2 separate regions of the Mus musculus genome follow, and region 1 is linked to region 2. Evidence: chromatin contacts called from public promoter capture Hi-C data. All regions are on one chromosome and are shown on one strand. Each heading gives the region's core, a stretch centred on a gene start, on an enhancer-like site or on the middle of the called end of the contact. The rest is flanking DNA. Distances are from core to core; before and after follow the strand shown. Region 1 overlaps Kif5a (kinesin family member 5A). Region 2 holds the start of Agap2 (ArfGAP with GTPase domain, ankyrin repeat and PH domain 2).

Region 1 (2,700 bases), core at 88-2,587, 160 kb after region 2:
AGAGAGATAAGAAAGACCCCTTTGGACACTCCTCCCCAACACTCCCTTATGTTTTTTTTTTGGTTTTTTTTTTTTTTTTTTTTTTGGTTTTTCGAGACAGGGTTTCTCTGTATAGCTCTGGCTGTCCTGGAACTCACTCTGTAGACCAGGTTGGCCTTGAACTCAGAAATCCGCCTACCTTGCCTCCCAAGTGCTGGGATTGAAGGCGTGCACCACCACAGCTGGCCTGGCAATTCTTTTTGCTGGTGTCTTTCCCTCTCTCCACCCTTTCATGCTTGCATCCTGTGACTCTCCCCACAGAGGCCCCCCATGCATCCCGCATCTGCACATGTCTGCTGGTAGGTGTGTCACTCACGTCAGCTCCTGGAGCTTGGCGCTCTTCTCGTTCTCTTCATTCTTCAGCCTCTCATAGTCGGCCTGAAGCTTCTCCAGCTCTAACTGGAGCTTCTGGTTCAGGCTGGGGAGGGTGGGACATAAAGAGACACTCAATGGGGGGGGGGGGGAGGAAGCCCCGCCCCTCACACCAGCCCTGATGCACCCGACTTCAGATATCAGGGATACACACTGGCTCTATCGGGGATACACGTCGGCTACCACTTTCATGGCAACATGGGACCCCGAGTACTGCAATCATAAAAGTTCCAAGGACAGGTCTAATCCTAACTACTTGTGTCTTTTAATTAATTTTTTATGTGTATGGGTGTTTTGCTTGCGAGTATGTCTGTGTGCCTGGTACCCAAGGAGGCCAGAAGAGGCAGTCAGATCCCCTGGGACTGGAGTTACAGACGGTTGCGAGCCACCACGTGGTTGCTAGGAATCAAACTCAGGTTCTCTGGAAAAGCAAGCCAGTGCTCTCAAACTACAGAGCCACCTCTCCAGCCCTTCTCGTGTCTCTCAAGTTTGGGCCTCAAGGCGTGTCACTGTTGAGGACATTAAAGATCCAGAAGGATCGCTGGAGTGGCCACAACAAGATGAGGGGACTGACAGACACACTGGAGCCACCTCTAAGCCCCGCCCCTTACTCTTTCAGCTCATCAATGGTTTTCTGTTTCTCATTAATCTCATCCCGGAGGCGGGCCAGCTGCCGGTGATGGGCCTCACGGTGATTCTCCATCTGTAGTTCCAGGGCCTTCTGCAGAGAGCACAACCCCGTGCTCAGAGCCAGACCCCTAGGCTGACAGTCAGCACAGCCCCTGCCCTGCCAGACAGCCATTCCACACCTCCCCAGCTCACCTTCACCTCCTCCGCGTCCTGTGTGTCTGGCTCCTTGTCTTTCAGAGCTACCTCGTGTACAGTTTCTAAGTGAAAGGGAGGAAGACAGCTTCCATGACACCAGCTCAGGTCCCAGGGGATGGGCGCATAGGGACGTTCTGGTTTGGGACAGTCCAATTTGCCTTGTCAGGGGTGAGGAAGAACAGAGGGTCTAGGATTCGAGTAAAATGAGCGACGTGCAGAGGCCAGGCTACATGAGGAGAAGCACGTGAGCCGACAACCCAGGACTCAAGCTGATGCTAAGTGAGGAGCTGTCCGGCCATTTCCTCCAGTGTGTGTGACTGTCCTAGGGGTCCCTCTGGGACCTCAGATCCAAGGAGCCTCACCGTGCGCCTGGAGCCTGGCAAGCTCATCGCTCAGGGAGTCGTAGGACTCTTCCAGGTGCCGTTTCTTCAACTCCACAGTCTGCATGTACTCCGTGAGTGAACGGATCTTGGCCTCATGCTGGTGGGGGAGGAGAGGGGTGGATGGCATCAAGGAGACAGAGGTATAAATGATCTTTCACTATAAACTGCAGCTATCCTCCCACGCCTTCCCTCATAGCCTCTGTGAGGTTAAAGGCCATGATCCTATAGAGACCCTTCCTTTAGGCAATGGGGTCAAAGGTCAATGCCCCCTAAACTTCATGCCTGGATCCTCTTCCCTGTCCCCCTAGTTCTTCAGACCTTGATCTCCATTGTTGGGAGTTTATCCATCACCCCAGAACAGCTGTTCTCATGCTATGGCTCCCATCCTCAGACGCTCACCTGTGAGATGAGCAGTTGGCAAGATGACAGCTCCCTACCGGTCACCTCCATCTTGCGATGACACTCCACCTGGAGGTTCTCCAGCTGCCGACATCGCTTAACCACGGACTTCACCTCCGACTTGATCTTGCTGATGTAGAGCCGGGCCACCGTGAACTCCTCCTCGATGGCCCCACTGATCTCCACGGGCTGAGGGTGGGCAGAGGAGGGAGAGCTGCTTCTCTGAGGCGGGAAGCCCTTACCTGCATCCCTCCCCCTCCCCATCTGACTCGCTCTCCTTCTCGGGTACTCAAGGAAGCTGGGAACTCATCAACACCTTCGAGCAGTTTGTGCTGGCTAGTTCTGTGTCAGCTTGACACACGCCAGCATCATCTGAGAGGACGGAGCCTCAATTGGGAAAATGCCCTCATAATACCAGACTGTCAGCAAGCCTGCAGGACATTTTTTTTTTTTTTCAAATAGTGATCAATGCAGGAGGGTCCAGCCTACGGTTGGGTTGGTGGTTCTGGGCGCTATAAGAAAGCAGGCTGAGCAAGCCAGTAAGCAGCGCCCCTCCATGGCCTCTGCTTCAGCTCCTGCTTCCAGGTTCCCTCAGTGGACTGAGATCCGTAACAGACCCTTCCCCCCTCAGGTTGCTTTGGTTACAGGGTTTCACCACAGCAGCGGTAACCCTGACTGAGAC
Region 2 (2,700 bases), core at 94-2,593:
TGGGAATGAGTCTCTGTAGAACAAAAGGACTCCTGGCATCCCGGTTCAGCCCCCAACCCTTACCCCCTACCAGGCCGAAGAACACGGTGCTGGCTCCTGCCTCCAAGAGCCGCCCACGGCAGCACTTATTATAGTCTGGGCTGCGTCAAGAGGGTGGGACGCCAAATCAAAGTACCGCGGAGACTCTCCAGATCCCGGGCAGGGGTCTCCAAGGCTTCAGGGAGATCTTCCTTCCTTCCAGCATCTCTCCTCCCTCCATGGGGTCTCAGTCTCTCTTCTGCAAGGGCTTAACTGTTCATATTTCTCTGCCCCTCTGGAGGACAAAGCCTTGAACTCTAAAGCCCCCAAAGGGGTGGGGACACAGCACAAATGGTGTCCATTCGCTCTGCCTCCCCCCACCCCCATCACACACACACACACACACACCTGCTGTAAGAACCGGGCTACATAGACCTCAGGACACTGAATGGAAACACCTAAAAGGCTGGCTCCCGCTGGCTCAGCTGAGGGGGTTCCTTGTGTCCAGGGAGCAAAATCCGCCCCCCCCCCCGCAGGTGGGTATCCAGGTGTGAGAGTAAGGCCTTCACTAACCAGCATCCCCTGATTGGTCTCCCACCCATCCTACACACTGATCCCTCCTCTCCGCTTATCCCTGCTGCTGCTTCGGAGGCACTCTTGGAGCTACGGTTGCTATGGAGACTAGATGCATTTTGGAATAGGGGGGGTGTCAGTCGGTAGATGTATTTCTTCCACCTTGAGCTGGGCCTTTGACTCATGCTGCTGATTGGGCTCAGAAGCCCTCAAGCTTCTCCCCTCCAGAGGCAAACCCCCTCCCCCTCCCTACCCTTCTAAGTTCCTTGTTTGTCCCCATCCCTGGGGACACTTTCCAAGTTCACTTTGGGACAATGAGTTCAAGGCGCAGTGCAAGTACTCAGTATAGGGTGGGAGCGGGGTGGGAGAGGGAGCTGGGTGATGAGAAGGGAGACTCACCCAGGTACCCTGCGAGGGGAAGGGGAAAGGCCCTGGGAAGGGATAGCCCATTTCAGCTTCCCCAGAATTGACGGGGACAAAGAGTTCTCTCTGTTCCTGTACCTGTCCAGCCAATAGTTCAGTTTTTTTTACCTTTGTCCCTAAATGTCACAGTCCACATTCGTGTCCCCTAATCATGGTGTGAGAAATGAGGGGGCTAGGTAGTTGGTGGAGGTGACTCCAAGTACCAGGAAATCCAGTCCAGGTTTTGGGAGGGAAATCCAGTCCTGGATTTTGTACCGCCCTAGCAGACAGCGGTGTTGGGGGGGGGGGGGAGGAGAGATGGGGTGGGGGGGCCCGCGGGCCGCCTCCTCCTCAATGTGAGGGGAGCGCCCGGACACAACGCGCATCCGGACCGAGCCGATCCCGGGCGAACCCCCCCCCCTACTCTTCTCCAGGATCCACGCCCCTCCCCTCCCAGACCCCAGACCCGTGGGTTCCTATCTCCTCCCGTTCCCTCTTTCCTCCCTCACCGCCTCCAATAGCTCCATCCCTAGCATCCTCCCCGTGCTCCTGCGAATCCCCCGCACAGACAGCCCCACTAGTCTCTACCCTCAAGACCCCCCTTTCCCACTGCATCTGCGGCCTCTGCCCATTGAGTCCGCATTCCCGCCCCTGCCTTCCCCTCACCCAAGCTTCTCCCCCAGGCCCCTGTCCCCCTTTCTACCCTCTTTCCCTTCATCCCCATTTGCCCCCACTACTGTCCTCTCCACCCTCCTCCGCCCATCTCAACGCCCCCACCCAGACCGGGGTGCACGATCCGGCGCGCCTCCCTGGAGCAGCACCAAGGTCCCGGGGCTCCAAGGGGGTGGGGGCGCAGGGCGGGGAGCATGGGGAGGGGGCGCCCCATGTGATGGGAGGGGGGCGCAAGAGGAGGCGGCGGAGGCGGCGGCGACAGCGGAGCCGGGCCGGGGGCTCAGAGGGGTCCGGGGGCTGGGGGCAGCGAGCAGGGCGGCCCCATGGCCGGGCCCCCCTGAGGCATACCCGGGGAGTCCCCTCCCCTCCCCAGCTCGGGGGTCTCCGGGCCCCATGAGCCGGGGCGCGGGCGCGCTTCAGCGCCGGACAACGACCTACCTCATCTCGCTGACCCTGGTCAAGCTCGAGTCGGTACCTCCGCCGCCGCCTTCTCCATCTGCAGCCGCAGCCGGCGCCCCCGGGGCCAGAGGCTCCGAGCCCCGAGATCCTGGCAGCCCCCGAGGCTCGGAGGAACCCGGCAAGAAGCGGCACGAGCGTCTCTTCCACCGGCAGGATGCGCTGTGGATCAGTACCAGCAGCGCAGGCACCGGGGGTGCGGAGCCCCCCGCGCTGTCCCCGGCTCCGGCCAGTCCGGCTCGCCCGGTCTCCCCGGCTCCGGGCCGCCGACTGTCCCTATGGGCCGCCCCTCCGGGACCCCCGCTCTCCGGGGGGCTGAGCCCGGACTCCAAGCCGGGAGGCGCCCCCTCTTCCTCCCGGCGCCCTCTACTCAGCAGCCCGAGCTGGGGGGGTCCGGAACCTGAAGGCCGGACGGGTGGCGGAGTCCCGGGCTCGTCCTCCCCGCATCCTGGCACCGGTAGCCGAAGGCTCAAGGTGGCGCCTCCTCCACCTGCTCCCAAGCCTTTCAAGACCGTGACCACTAGTGGAGCCAAAGCCGGCGGGGGCAAGGGCGCAGGCAGCCGCCTGTCATGGCCCGAA

The links. Promoter capture Hi-C pulls out the DNA fragments that hold promoters and counts their contacts.
Region 1: a promoter capture Hi-C map of hematopoietic stem and progenitor cells shows a contact between it and region 2, with 2.9 times the contacts expected there. The contact joins the enhancer-like site here to the promoter of Agap2 in region 2. A contact is called at or near these places in 12 of 39 promoter capture datasets (the 3T3-L1 cell line, 3T3-L1-derived adipocytes, the C10 cell line and 6 more), 7 of 484 Hi-C or Micro-C datasets (CD8 T cells, the G1E-ER4 cell line, bone marrow-derived macrophages and 3 more), 9 of 115 datasets of contacts at active chromatin or transcription factors (CD8 T cells, the SCID.adh cell line, bone marrow-derived macrophages and 4 more) and 4 of 9 other capture datasets (adipose tissue, embryonic stem cells, liver and 1 more).

What each region holds. Positions count from the first base shown.
Region 1 is chr10:127,235,699-127,238,398 of GRCm38.p6, forward strand. It overlaps Kif5a (kinesin family member 5A), which reads right to left. Exons shown (of 29, transcript NM_001039000.4): 16 at 2,019-2,207; 17 at 1,599-1,716; 18 at 1,234-1,298; 19 at 1,023-1,132; 20 at 356-457. Among named protein-coding and RNA genes, the nearest start is that of Pip4k2c, 25 kb to the left of the region's middle. Within about 2 kb of position 1,338, at least 6 of the 459 cell types and tissues checked have an H3K27ac peak or open chromatin away from gene starts, as enhancers often do.
Region 2 is chr10:127,077,564-127,080,263 of GRCm38.p6, forward strand. Agap2 (ArfGAP with GTPase domain, ankyrin repeat and PH domain 2) reads left to right here and starts at 1,344. Exons shown (of 19, transcript NM_001033263.5): 1 at 1,344-2,700. The coding sequence starts at 2,059.